3 separate regions of the Mus musculus genome follow, and all the other regions are linked to region 3. Evidence: chromatin contacts called from public Micro-C data. All regions are on one chromosome and are shown on one strand. Each heading gives the region's core, a stretch centred on a gene start, on an enhancer-like site or on the middle of the called end of the contact. The rest is flanking DNA. Distances are from core to core; before and after follow the strand shown. Region 1 has its middle 94 kb from the start of Lhcgr. Region 2 has its middle 72 kb from the start of Lhcgr. Region 3 holds the start of Lhcgr (luteinizing hormone/choriogonadotropin receptor).

Region 1 (4,829 bases), core at 1,743-4,242, 94 kb before region 3:
AATACCGCTATAAGTAAAACACTAAATAATCTGCATAAAGAAAATGGGAGAGCACCAAAATAATAGAAAATTATATCTATACATCTATGCATGTGTCTATGTATGTATATATCTAATTATTTCTACTTTGTCATACTTTTGCTCATGTGACTGTCACAACTAAATAAACTAAGACAAGTACTTCTTGGTACATACCCCAGCTGAGGAGCCAGGAAAACTGCACTGCTGGTTTATTAAAAATTGACATCAAATTTACAGTGTTCTGACTCTCTTGCAAGCTGCTTTTGTGTTCTAAGAAAAGGGAAGTGTATTGAAGTCTATCATGTTGCCTCCGTGTGTCTCAAATCTGAGTCATTCTTCACAGCTATCTACTGCCCAATACTGCAGCCACATGCAGCTTCTGACCCACTCACAGAACAAAAGGATAGGCTGTGCTTTACAGCAGAGAGAAAGCCAAGGATGTCCTTGAATTCCATGTAAAATATGGGGACCTCACAGACATGGGGTCATCCCATAATCTGGAAAACCTTATAATAAATGTGTCAAGGGATAAAAAAGAATGATTGCGTCCAAAATATCTTTAAAACTTAATCTAATTCCAAAGACTGATGGCGTGATTGCAATGTTAGTCATGAAATGCTATGTCTGGCTCTCTCTTTCCAAACTCAGCATCACTGTTTTCAAGCCTACCACCTTCCATTTTACATTCTCCAAAATGAAACCAAGACTCTGCTCATTTTTTTTTTAATCCCCTAATTGATTTCTTGAGTCAGTTGCTGCTTTTCTCAAACAAACATATAACCTTTACATTTTCAAACCCCTAATGTTAATAATGGTACTTAAATGCTTTAACCTCCATTCTAGCCCACCACCCACCAGAGGTAGTGGAAGAAAGGTTATCATGATATGGAGGAAGTGGACCTCTTTAGAAATGCTTCTTTGGAGCAAATCCCATCTGTGCTGTCAGGAAATCAGCAGCACAGTTCACAGGTCTGCAGCAGCAGCTCAGTCCACTCACAAATACTTCATGGATATCCCAGCAGTCCAGTCCGGTGTTGGGAGAGCAGCTGCAGTGGCACAATCTAGCAGGAACAGCCAGGCCTCAGCAGAAACAGCAAGAGTGTCCAGGAGGAACCAGGGCCAACAGGGACACCAGGGGAAGTTCTTTGCCAATCAACCCAAGTCTACAGAAGTAGAAGGAAGCTGCTGGCACACCACAAGAAGTTTTTCGGTGTGTTTCTCTCTACAGAGTCCTAACAAATGGAGCTCAACTACACAACGTAAGGCAGACCAATACATGCATGCTGTTATTGGAGAATCCATCACATGTCCTTTCACCTGCTTGCTTTAGCAAAACATCCTTTCACCAGTGCCTGCTTCAGCAAAACATTCCTTCATGTATCTGCCTCAGCAAACTACTAGTACAACTGACTTTCCAAAGAACCCTTAAGTTTCCACTTCACAAACATAAATATGAAAGAGATTTATTTTAATTCGGGGACCAAAAGAAGTCTCTTCTGAGAAAAAAAAGATAGAATGTTATAACTTCTTAACACGAAGAGTAGCATTAATAATTTATGAAAATAAAAATACCTATTCCACGGTAGATAAAGGTGCACCTCTTGGAAATGATCTATGTGTAGATTTGAGACAACTTTTTTTCAATAGAATAAAATGAATATTCTAAAATGGCACTGTGGTTTCCAAGCTTCTAATTGCAAGATATAGTTACTTAATTATACATTGTTAGTAACTGATTACGCAGACCTGTACTCATTTTGTAATTGTGCTTAATTATACTAATTAACTCAATAATCAATCCACAAAAAGTACAAAGATTTCATATGAAGAAAATTCTTAGTAGCCTGGATGATACTTTAAGAAACAACCTTTTAAAGCAAAGACATATCATCCATCCATCCCACTTACACCTTGCCTACCTATAACCAAAAGTATGTCTGCATGGGTCTGTCCCATGTCACACTGAGTCTGAGGTCCTGAGAAAGAGTGGCCAGAGGCACCATCAGAAAACTGTGGGTCAGACTCCAACTCTCACCTAAGGGAAACTGAGCCCCAAGATGATTCCTTGAGCTGTGTGCTTACACACCTAGTGGATGAAAGAACCAATATCCAGTTTCATAAATTTTTACCCATTTCCTTTCCCTGAGTTTTTGTTTAGGAAGCCAAGGGTGCCTCCAACACCAGTTAATTGACCGGTCAATTTTAATCTGGATGTGTCAAGTTGGATGCATCAGACTTCCTAATATTGACTTATTGCTCAGCTTGTCAACCCAAAATTCCAAATAGTGGTGCTTTAACTCAATGGAGATTTTGTTTCCCTAATTTAACACAAGTCCAGTGCAGATTGATGAAAGTTCCATAACAGCTATTTGATGCTGAGGCACGGTGCCCTGCAATGCACAGGGTAGGTGTTTGTTTTTATTCTCTCAGGACAGCCACCGGACTCCAACACATGATGCTTGCATTTCAAGGACCAAGAAGTGTAAAGGGAGGTAAAGTATTTGTATCAAAGAAGTAGGGTTTTCCCCCTAGGCCATTGGATTGTTGAGAGACCACTTCTTATTACAGGATCCTACTACTGTGAGCATAAACTCCCCTTCTGTTAGTCAAACAGAAAGGACAGTGATTATTGTTACAGCAATTGAGTGTCTGCCACATTCCCAAACCCTTCTGTTGAGGGGAGCACCCTTCATTGGGGAGCCTTGAAAGACTTCATAAACACCAAGAGGAGAGACTTTTTCTTCTTGTCTTCGCCACCTTGAATTCAACAGTGCTCCCCGGTGAAACAGTAAAACATTCCTACCTGGGGTTTCAAATCTTCAAGGAGTAGCCCACAGACAAGAGCAGTTAACCTCTGTGCAGGGCAATAGGCATGAGGGTAGGTTTTTAATACACATCTTACTGGTAAGGAAAACAGGCCCAGAAACATACACACTTTCCCAAGGTCAAACCACAAGCAGTAGCTGGCCAGGGCCACGACTCTGCCACTGAAATTACTAAACACTTTATGAATCATTTTTGAACTCGTCACGGGAATGCCTTCTATGGTTTTTCTTCTGAAAAAGGAACATAACTTTGGATTGTGGTTTCTCTTTTCAGGTTTAACAACTAGTTTCTGACTATATTAAAAATGGATATTGTCAGGATGTGTGTGATCTAATTTTTTTGCTAATTAGGAGGTTGTTTTCTCTCAGATACTTATCTAGCCTCCAGGGAGGCCTTTGCAGGAAGGAGGGTTCTGCTGAAATGATACTGCATCTTGCATATTCATGGATTCCCAGCATTTTTTTGGAAGAGTCAGTCATGAGAACGATAATGGAAGGATCTGCTCTGCTGTGCCAGAGAAAGGACTACAGTGGCTTAGACTTGTAGCTATGCTTGCATGGTACACACTGGGCATTGAGGTTGGCCCTTCTAAGAAGCAGGCTCCCATGTCCCTGCCATTGTTGAAGAGGAAACTGCAGACAAGGGTGCACTGAGGACTGAGGGGTACACTTTCCCTGGGGGTCCTTTTCTTGGGAGTTACTTCTTTCTATATATTGCAACATAAGCAGGTCTTTTTTGAATAACAGAATCTCAAAGATTCGACACTCCCTCACCCCCCCCCAAAAGCACAGCAACCCCTTTCCTGGCTTGGCTTTACTTTTTGTCCTCATTCACAGGTCCCCAGCTAGGGGTCAGTAGCCCTTATCAACCCTAGCCCATCTTTGCAAAGATCTGCTCATCAGAGAGAGCTTGATTGTATTTCTTCCAACTCTACCTTCTCCTCATCTCCATAAACTGAATCCAAGACATAAAAATTAAATGGCATTGCAAATATAATACCCCCTTAAGTATGAGGAGAGTCTGGAGCCAGGGGCGCAGCTTGGCAGGAAAAGTGCTTGCCATGAAGCATGGAGATCTAAGTTGGATCACCAAAACTCACATGAAAAAGTACACAGAGCTGGGCACGCTAATACTCTAAGCCCAGTGTTAGGGGGGTGGAAGCCCCTCCCTATCCTACCCAGCAAATTTCAGGACAATGAGAGCGTGTAGCTCAAAAAAGAAAAGAGTTTTGCAGGCAAATGGATGGAACTAGAAAATATCATCCTAAGTGAGGTAACTCAGACCCGAAAGGACATGAATGGTATGTACTCACTCTTTCAGAGAGAAACAATCATGGGTCAGAGTTTTGAATGCAGGATGTCAACCCCCTCCCTCCCAGCTGGAGGTGAGCTCTGTAAGTTTCCTCCCTACTGTGGGGCTTTTCATCTAAGGTCCCTCCCTTTGAGTCCTGAGAGTCTCTCACCACCCAGGTCTCTGGTGCATACTGAGGATCCCCACAGCCTCCTATCTTCTGAAGTTGCCAGTTTTCATTCTTTCTGCTGCCCCTCAGGGCTTCAGTCCTTTTCCCTCACCCAGTACCAGATTAGGTTCCCCTACCCCTACCCCCACCCCCACCCCCTTCCTGTCCATTTTTCCTTCCAGGTCCCTCCTTCCCTCCCCACTTATGATTGCTTTCTTCTCCCTCCAAAGTGAAACTGAGGCACCCTCAACTTGGGCCCTTCAGCTCGTTGGCCTATTTGTGTTCTGTGGATTGTATCTTGGGTATTTCTTGAGTATTCTGTACTTTTTTTTTCTAATATCCACTTTTTAGTAATTGCATTCCATACATGTCCTTTTGGATCAGAATTACCTCACTCGGGATGATATTTTCTACTTCCATCCATTTGCCTGCCTGTTCTGTGCCTCATGGGAGCCAAAAGAGAAGAAAGCAGAGAGAGAAGGGAATTACCTAATGCAGGTTCTAGTTTCAGCCTGAAGTTACC
Region 2 (4,894 bases), core at 864-3,363, 73 kb before region 3:
CCTGTCTCAAAAAAACAAAACAAAACAAAACAAACAAACAAAACAGAAAATAATAGGAAAAAGAGATTGATTCAGAGTGTCTACATTGGAAAGAGAAACAGAGGTCCAATGGCTGTCACCTAGATAATCGTCGGAGTCCTGACATGAAGCTAAGATTTACATAGAGGACAAGAGGGATGCATAACTGAGCAGACCCTGTCAGGATATGATCCCACCCCATCACTGTCTCACCCTGGTCTCTTCAAACTGACAACTTCTCAAATTGAAATCTCTTCCTGGGAGACCAGCTGGTAATGGTTTCTCCTTTTCCCTGGGAAAAACTCTAATTTTATGGAGGCTATTGTCTTAATAGTGAAAAGCAGGCAAAGTTACTTAGAATAACTTCATTCTGCCAGGGAGTTTACAACACGCACTTAAGTCACTCAAACTCATTTCTTCACTGTTGAGGGCCTGGGATTGTGTTTGCTTGGTAAAACTAAGAAAAATGATGAATAGCGTGGGATAGAAAGGGTACAGAAGAGAAGGAGAAAGAGCCAGAACCCCAACTACTAAACCAGAACAAATTCAAAGTCGTGGACCAGCCAAGAAACAGGTGAGACAACACAGAAGTCAACACAGATATCCAGCTGTGACTGGAAATCCTCAGCAAGCAAGGGCTGACCACAGAGTAACTAATCCTTAGTGAAGAACTTCTCAGTCTTCCCACACAAACATGCTCACACCACAGGGGGAGCCTGACAAGTTACCTGTGAGAACCAATGGAGAGGTCTTGTTCCCCATTGAAATTGGCCCAATATTCAATTCTGGCTAAAGCTGAGGATCCTCAAAACAAGCCCCCACCCACCCACCCTGGGAGGGACAAAGAGACAAACTTGAAATGCAAACAGGTATTTATATGTAAAGAGCCCTATGGGGGTAGCTGTAGCATATAGGTCATCCTTGTCCTCTGAAAATCAGGCTGAAACCATGGAGTCAGCATCTTCATAGATCCCCAAATGGGCCCAGCCACAGGTCAAGAAACATTGCCTAGAGCCCAGCATGCCTACACTCCTAATACTCAGGATGTAAAGGCAGGAAGACTAGGAAATCCAGGTCACTCTGAAATACATAAGGAGGAGATAGATAGATAGATAGATAGATAGATAGATAGATAGATAGATAGATAGATAGACAGACAAATGACACAGCCTCCTAGTCCTGCATAATAAAAAAAAAATTGCCAAAGCAATAGCAGTAACCAAAAAGAGCTTCAGTCAGCTCTCCTTGAGGACTGAGATCTTGAGAAACTCCTCTTTCAGAAGCGGCCTATAGCTTGGCCTGTGTACCACCTTCTCCCAGAAGAAAGTTGCACAGACTTCTCCAAAACTCCACAGCCTCCGCTATGGGTCATTTGTCATGTAGAAGTTCAGAGCGTTCTTCTACTCAGAGTCAGTGGGGCTGGTTCTCCCTGGGAGATATATACATTTTGAGATTTTGAGGTGTCAGAGATTCATCAAATTGTACTTTTACTCCAAAGTCATACTGGAGAGGTGATGGCTGAGGGCCCAATATGTTCTCAGTTTCTGGAAGATTTTGCCCTGCTCTGCCTTACCCTGTACAGATAAGACAAAAGTTAGTTCTACTCTATGATAGACATTCCCCAAGATGAGGCTTCCTGCGTCTTTTCATCTTGGAACAAGATAGAGAGTCGGGTGAGTTCAACTATGTAGAAATCAAAGGCAGAGGCCCAAACACAACATCGAACCACAGCCACATCCTCAAGGCTGAGTTGGATGTGCTCGGCTCTCCTCATGGCCTCGGTTGCCCTCACACAGCCCAGTCAGTGAATGCTGGCATGAGCTCATGTCACAGATGAAGAAATAGACATCAGAGAAACTATTTAAATCATTCAAGTGCAAAAGAGAGATCACGCCTAGAAATGCAGCCTGAACTCAGGTCAGACCAGTGCCGGTACCTTGTCAGGTCCTCCGCTTACAGAGCTCTGACTCCATCCAAACACTATCCCATAGTGACAGGCAGCCACAGGCTGACCCAGAGGCCCAGGCTGCCTGCCTGCATGGCTACTGATAGGCATAGAGGCACTAGCAGAATGTACATCGGACAAAGTGACCAGATCACCGTAACCATTCCCACTGCTGCAAAAACAAGCAAAAGAATAATCTTGCTTGCGTCATCAGTCAAGGTCCTAGAGAAAAAAACAATCCAGTTCCGAAGAAGAGGATGTAATTAGTGAAGGATTGCCTCCAGAGGGATGTGCAGGGTTAGGAAACCAACATGGTATGTGGCTCCCAGTACTAGCCACAGAAGGGCATTCCTACTCTACGGCCTGAAAAACAAAGAATAAAGTGTCATCACTCCGTCCTGATGACAGGGAAGCCACTAACAGGAGCTGTGGTCACCTGACCATGTTGACTATCTAGCAGGGATGGAGCCCAGCTCTCTGTCTCCTGTTGACACTCTTCTATCAGTTCCAACCGAAAGCCAGCTGTCAGAGACACATGTGGGTCAGGTAGTCCGTGAAGGTCACCCCTCGCAGACACTGGTGGAGCAGGGAAAGGATTGAAGAGGGCTGGAGGAGGAGAAGGCAGGCTGAGTGATGAGTGATGTAAATGTAGAGGTGTCTTTTCAGGGATGGCTATGCACATTGTAAGGAATTGTTTTACAAAAAGGTTTCTTCCAGGAAGTCCTCTAATGACAATCTTTATGGTTTAAGATATCTCTTGTGTGGGTGACACTGTTCCAGAAGTTTCATAAGTGGGGCAAATAGGAGAAAGCAAGCACATTTTCTTGGTCACAAACTAATTCTCATTCTGGATTCCCATGCTACTCAACAGGGAAGAACTCTCGATATTAGTCACCTTTTGTGCTTTCCTAGTCCAAAAAGAGTCATCTCACACACACACACACACACACACACAGAGAGAGAGAGAGAGAGAGAGAGAGAGAGAGAGAGAGAGAGAGAGAAAGAGAGGAGTGGGTTTGACAGGCACATACACACACATATATACATACCACACACACACACACGGGCAGGGGGAACAGAAATGTCTGTTGTCCTAGTGTCACGGCCCTTCATATGCAGTGGCTCACTCTCTTATTATTAGGGACACTGGACAGGGCATGACTCCATGATAGAGCAGGGTATCCCACCTGGAGCTACCCATCCCTGCAGTCATTCTTCTCTAGGATGCAGAGTCTAGACCCAGCTACCCATGAACAAGAAGAACAGCTTAAGAAATTTAGAAACGTCCCTTCAGTGTGAGAAAAACCCTACCCCTCTAATGGTCTCTCCAATCAGACTGTCTTCACAAGTCTCCTTTTACTTCCTCTAAAAAACTTCCAGATTGTCTCAGAATTGTGGGGTCTTTAAAGCAGAAACTGTGAGCAATTGAAGCAGTGTTTGCACCCCACAGCTCTTCTTGAGCCCTGCTTTGAACCACCAGCTAGAAGGCCCAAAGATAGAAGGACAAATCCAGGTAATACAAGACATCAAATGCTCATGGTAGGGCCCAGCTACACAGTGTTAAAGGCCACACTTTCCCTTTTCCCTACTTGAGCCTCCTGACACACTCTGGTCACCCCAATGGTCTATCCCCATCAACCACCCACCCCATCCACCCCTGCCTTAGCCCACACTGGTGTGCTGTGCCTCTTGTTTCTGGGGATTGGTTGAATATAAAGTCTTTCTTTGTAACAATTGTTTTCATTCTATGCTTTGCCGCATGTGAGGGACAAATCCTAGGTTCAGTTTAGTGCAGCATAAACTCTGATTTCACCAATGAAGTTCAGAGCAAGTCTACACAGAAGCAACAGTGTGTGTGATAAACCTATTACTGATCACCTCCAAAGCTTGCCTTCCTAATTAATTAATTTACAGGTGACAAGCAGATTTTAATGTATGGGAGGCCAGCTCTGACTGCTGCGATAGTTGTCTAAAAGCTACATTGATGATTCTGGTTCCGTAAGAACTCCATAAGAAGCAATGCCGTTACTGATTGGCAAGGACTTATGTGAGAAGCCTTGTACTTGACACAATGTACTTTGCATCTATTTAATGAAAATTAAGCCACGTCTGAATATAATGCAGTGAGTTGTAAAAGGCAATAATAATAAAGGTGGTTTGAGTCCATGCAATGTATCAACCGAGATGTGAGAAGAACTCATCAGGAAGACTGCCCAGGGATAGCTCTGCTGAGGGAAGCAGGAAGTGGGAGGCAGGGAACAGAAGAGACAGAGGTGAGGTGCACTCACTAGGGTGGGAACACAATGGTAGAAAGCATTTAGTTACCTTCAGAGTCCTCCTCAGCTCACAGCCAGGAGCTCCGTTGGGTCAGTTTTTTGTTTGTTTGTTTGTTTGTTTGTTTGGGGTTTTTTTGATACTTATTCTAACTTGTATTTAAATGTCATGTTTCTTTTACTCAAAGCACAGAAGAAAGTAACTGCCGAGTCTGTTTCACATTCCTCCTACTATGTCTGACCCTGGAAGATGACTCACAGAACCCCACTACCTTCCACCCCACCCACCTATGCTAAGGATATCAAGTCAGAAAAAGAGAAAGAAAGAGAGAAAGAAAGAAAGAAAGAGAGAGAGAGAGAGAGAGAGAGAGAGAGAGAGAGAGAGAGAGAGAGAAGGGGGGAGGGAGGGAGGGAAGGAAGGAAGGAAGGAAGGAAGGAAGGAAGGAAGGAAGGAAGGAAGGAAGAATTATTTCATTATAATTTCCCTTATATTTTCCTCCCAACAACTTTTATTGCACTTCTCTTAACACTGAAGATTTGTTGCTTTGTGTTGATTTATGTAGAACTAGCGATCTTTGTCAGTTTAATTAAGAAAAAAATTACACTGTTGTATGCACTTGTCAACGTAATTTTCGAGATTTATCCTGTTTTATGTTGT
Region 3 (4,269 bases), core at 1,527-4,026:
ATAGCCAGCTGTTAATAAGCATTCTTGAGTTTCCCATGGCAAATTCAGTTCTAGATCTTTGTTTTAGTGTTTCTCAAATTGTGTTCTGGGAACTTCCAATGTATGCATCAAGTTGTGTAAAGCTGCTTGTCACAATGCAGATTCTGGACCTCGTTTCATTTCTATTGAGTTGGAATCTTTTGGGGGTAAGTCTTGGGGAATCTTTGCTTTTAAGCTTTGTAAATGACAGTTGTACAGCCTGAAATGTGAGAAGTTCTGTTCAGAAACTTTGGGGGGCATTTACTAAGATTTTTCTTTCTCCCACATTATTTTGTCAATAAAAAATAACTAGCCATCCTATGGGTCGTGCTGTTTCGAGGTTTTATGACAAATGTCAATATACCTAGCCACAGAGGCAAGAAGCCCCTCAGATCTAGAATTAGCCTCTCCAAGGAGGTCACACATTAATGAATAGGGAAGATAAGTTCCACTGTAGCAAATGTTTGTGACTGTAATAATCAATCCAATCAATTGGCTATCTTGGATACACAGCAAGAATTGACTGTAATAAGATCCAACTGAAATTAATCATAGACAGAATTTTTTTCTGAAACTTTCTTCCATGTTAACAACCTTGCTTTTTGTAAACAGAATTTGATTCCCAAGACAAACTCTCAGGTCCTATATACAGCAACACATTATGTGTCCCTCAAAAGTTCATGCATTTTGGGGGGGGGGAGACTTTTATGGGATATGAATTCCAACCTTTCTCCTACAGAGGAAGAAACTAAAGGCCAAGCCACAATGCTGAACACAGATCAGAAGAACCTCCTGGTGTCTCCATTTCCCAGTGCTTCTGCTATTGGAGTGCACAGTGAGACAGCTCTTCCTAGAATAACCCACTGTTCTCAGAGGGTCAGTGGTGGCTGTAAATATACACGGGGTAGTGAGGAGTAGGTATATTCTCTAGGACACACACACACATAGATATATAGGAGATATGATATGGTATGATATGATATGATATAAAATAAAATAAAAAGTAAAGGCTACCCATAAAACATGAGCCTTGAAATAAATGCCATTCAGCCACTTTTATTCTCATTTATTCTCTCTGCCTTAATGGCTCCATGGTAGAGAAGTCAGAAAGCTTTCACCGGCACTACCAAAACCTGACAATGCTAAATGAGGAGGAGACACAGCATAAACCCGGGATACATCTGGGCCATCGCTCAGTTCCTATGTAGATACATCCAGGATGGCTCGGGACAAACCAGATAAAGCTGAGACGCTCGTCTCTTGTGACTCGGAGTATCTGCTCTAGTCTCAAGCCCAGATTTCACTGTTCATTTAATCGTTCATCAGATATGTGCGGAGCGACACCTACGAACCAGAAGCCGTGACGAGCCACTCAGTACTAAGGTTAACTGAAAGGGGAAAGCAAAATCACGTCCTTCAGTGCTTTTTAAGCTACAAGCTTTAGAACCAGGGCCTATTAAGCTATTCTGAGTTAGAGAAGGCTCCCATGGAAGGGGCAGCAGTCTGTCTTGAAATACAACCAGAAGCTTGCCCAGTGGAATACCAGAAAAGGAAGACGGCATCAAGCAAGCTTTGGGAAGTGTGCACAAAGACATGAAAATGTAAATCAGCAAAGATCAAATCCCACACAATGTGAGCAGAGCTGGGTGATTTCAAAACAAGAGCAATAGAATAATGATCATCTACCTTACAGGTTTGGGCAAAAGACTGCAAGCTGGTGACTGAGGAAGCTGCCTTTCAGAACAAGAACTCTGCCCTGCTTTCTGTCTTGAAAGCTTTAGATGTCTTTACAGGGCTCAACATCCACCTCTTCCAGAAAAAAGAAAATTGCTAATATTTCTAGAGTCCAAAATCAATCCTTGGAAGGAACGATGCCTAATGAACACCGTAGAGGGGAAATGACCTGTTCCTGGGGCTGCTGTAAGATCAGGTTTTCTTTCTGCGGGGTTTAGAATCACAGACCCTATAGCAGAGGTTTTCCACTAGTAAGAGACAGGTGGGTGACAGACAGGAGTCAAAAAGCACTCCTCCATCCACAAGTTGGGTTACCATAGAAACTGTATACCTTGTTGGGTATTATGTTCCTGCTACAAATGCCCTAAGAGTCTGGTGTAACAGACATGATGTGCGGCAAGGCATCTATCACAGTCTTAAAGCACGGTGCACACCCGTTGAGGCCATTTTACCCACTCACATAGCAAGCCTTTGTTAACTAAAAAAAAAGAATACAAAGTGAGTCCAAACTGAATTTTGCCCTCAAGGGCTTCACAGTGCAGTGGGGATATATAGGACAGACCCAAATAGCTATGCTGAGGAGAACAGTTACAACCAAGAGAAGCAGAGAGATCAGTGAGGAAGCAGAGAATGGAGAGATTTCTTGTCAAGAATGGAGGAGCAGAGCCTAGAGCTAAGACACAGCAGGCCTGGCACTTTGGCTCTTCCGATGTGGATATGGACAGAGACATCTCATAGAACCAAGACAAGTCTCATGGGGACCATGGCAGAGCAGAGTTCAAAGCCTCACTCTAAGCGCTTACCACACATGACTCTATATTCTAACCCTCAGTTCATTTGCAAGCTTAGAGCAGAGGGCAAGTCTTAGGGAAACAGCAATGGGGTGGCTGGCCACAGTCCCAGGTCAAGGAGAACAGGGACAGGCGGTGAGAGGGGAGGGCTGGAGCGGGCGGGGGCCGGCGGGTGGGAAGGCAGGCCGAGGGGCGGGCAGAGGGTACGGGCGGGCCCCCCGGGCGGTCCAGCATACTGGCCTAGCCACCGGAGCTCACACTCAGGCTGGCGGGCCATGGGGCGGCGGGTCCCGGCTCTGAGACAGCTGCTGGTGCTGGCAATGCTGGTGCTGAAGCAGTCACAGCTGCACTCTCCAGAGTTGTCAGGGTCGCGCTGCCCTGAGCCCTGCGACTGCGCGCCGGATGGTGCCCTGCGCTGCCCTGGCCCTCGAGCTGGCCTCGCCCGACTGTGAGTACAGGGCGCCCCAGGTCCCTGCCTTTTGTTACTCGATGTTGGGCCCCATTGCTGGGAAGCAGGACGTAAGGCTGGACCCTGGTCAACTTCTCACTCCTTCCCAGTGACGAGGACCCAGATCTTCAGGCTGTCTTTGTTATCCCAGTACAGCCCAGACCTGCACTTCCCCCATAGGGGAGACTGAGGCAGGTGACTTTAAACTGCCCCCAAACCTGAGGAAGCTTCTCTCTGCCCCTTTGGTGAATTGGGTACCCCTCCTTCACTGAGTGGTTCTGCGCTTTGGCCAGCCAGGTCTTTGAAGGCTGCTGTGGGCTGTGCTCTGCTGTCTAAGAGCAAAGTACTCAGGGCCTAATTTGTCAGCTGGAATAACCTCGAGCCACCCGGTGAGTGATGTATTTGCCTCAGCCTGGCTAGCTAAGGAGTGGAAGAAATGCCTGTTATCTGGCTTCTGGTCACACTCACAGACGTGATAAAGGCACTGCAAGCATCTGCAAGCATCTGCAAGCAGGGAAGGGCCACTGCTTCCTGAAACCGTGGGATAAAGGCAGGAGAAAGCCGTTTGTGCTAAGGTACCAACTGCCCTTCCATGTTGAAAAGGGTTCCTCAGGTTGAGTGACCCTGATTTATGGAAATTGCCAGATGGCCAGAAGGATGAATGGCGGGTAGGTCAGTAGCTCCCTGGGCATGAGGCCTGGGCATAAGGATGGGTGGGCAGCAGTGGGTGTCTGCTAATAGTGGTAAGGTTAAGAGTGATGGGTTCTACTAAAATTGGATTGAAGTAATGGTTTCACATAAGAAAACTAAAACCATGGCATTGTGCGTTTGAAACAATGACTTGCAAGTTACATGACTGAAATCTCAATAAAAAACAAAGGAAGTAGGAGGTACCACAAATGCCCCAGGCTGGTGGAGATCTGCCCTGTGTTTTATCTGATCCGGTAATATTTCCCCTTGGGAGGCCAGCAGCCTATCTGTGACAGCTTCTTGGAGGAATTTACCTTCCCTGAGTACTTGTTCTGTTCTCTATGGGCAAGTTAATGGCCTTCTAGGAATAGCTGTGGGTGAGAGAAACAGTTAAGGGTTGAGGGGTTTCTATTAATTAGCTTCCATTAATTATCGTGTCAGTTCTATTCCCTAAAGGCAAGGACCGTGCTGATAGAGTTTGTTTCAATCAATCAGCAAATCCATGGAACTGCCTCCCAAGTTCTGGCCGTGCCCTTGTGTGACAAAACCTTCTGCGTTGCTCTTGTGTGTGATTGTGTCGCTAGCAGT

The links. Hi-C and Micro-C count contacts between places; a contact is called where the count stands out from the background.
Region 1: a contact with region 3 is called in a Micro-C map of granulosa cells, with 2.0 times the contacts expected there. The contact joins the enhancer-like site here to the promoter of Lhcgr in region 3. A contact is called at or near these places in 1 of 484 Hi-C or Micro-C datasets (granulosa cells) and 1 of 9 other capture datasets (adipose tissue).
Region 2: a contact with region 3 is called in a Micro-C map of granulosa cells, with 4 times the contacts expected there. The contact joins the enhancer-like site here to the promoter of Lhcgr in region 3. A contact is called at or near these places in 1 of 484 Hi-C or Micro-C datasets (granulosa cells) and 1 of 9 other capture datasets (adipose tissue).

Annotation. Positions count from the first base shown.
Region 1 is chr17:88,883,929-88,888,757 of GRCm38.p6, reverse strand. No RefSeq gene overlaps it. Among named protein-coding and RNA genes, the nearest start is that of Lhcgr, 94 kb to the right of the region's middle. Within about 2 kb of position 2,992, at least 1 of the 459 cell types and tissues checked has an H3K27ac peak or open chromatin away from gene starts, as enhancers often do. A contact at or near this core is called in granulosa cells, where this site is marked.
Region 2 is chr17:88,862,005-88,866,898 of GRCm38.p6, reverse strand. No RefSeq gene overlaps it. Among named protein-coding and RNA genes, the nearest start is that of Lhcgr, 72 kb to the right of the region's middle. Within about 2 kb of position 2,113, at least 2 of the 459 cell types and tissues checked have an H3K27ac peak or open chromatin away from gene starts, as enhancers often do. A contact at or near this core is called in granulosa cells, where this site is marked.
Region 3 is chr17:88,790,521-88,794,789 of GRCm38.p6, reverse strand. Lhcgr (luteinizing hormone/choriogonadotropin receptor) reads left to right here and starts at 2,776. Exons shown (of 11, transcript NM_013582.3): 1 at 2,776-2,991. The coding sequence starts at 2,819.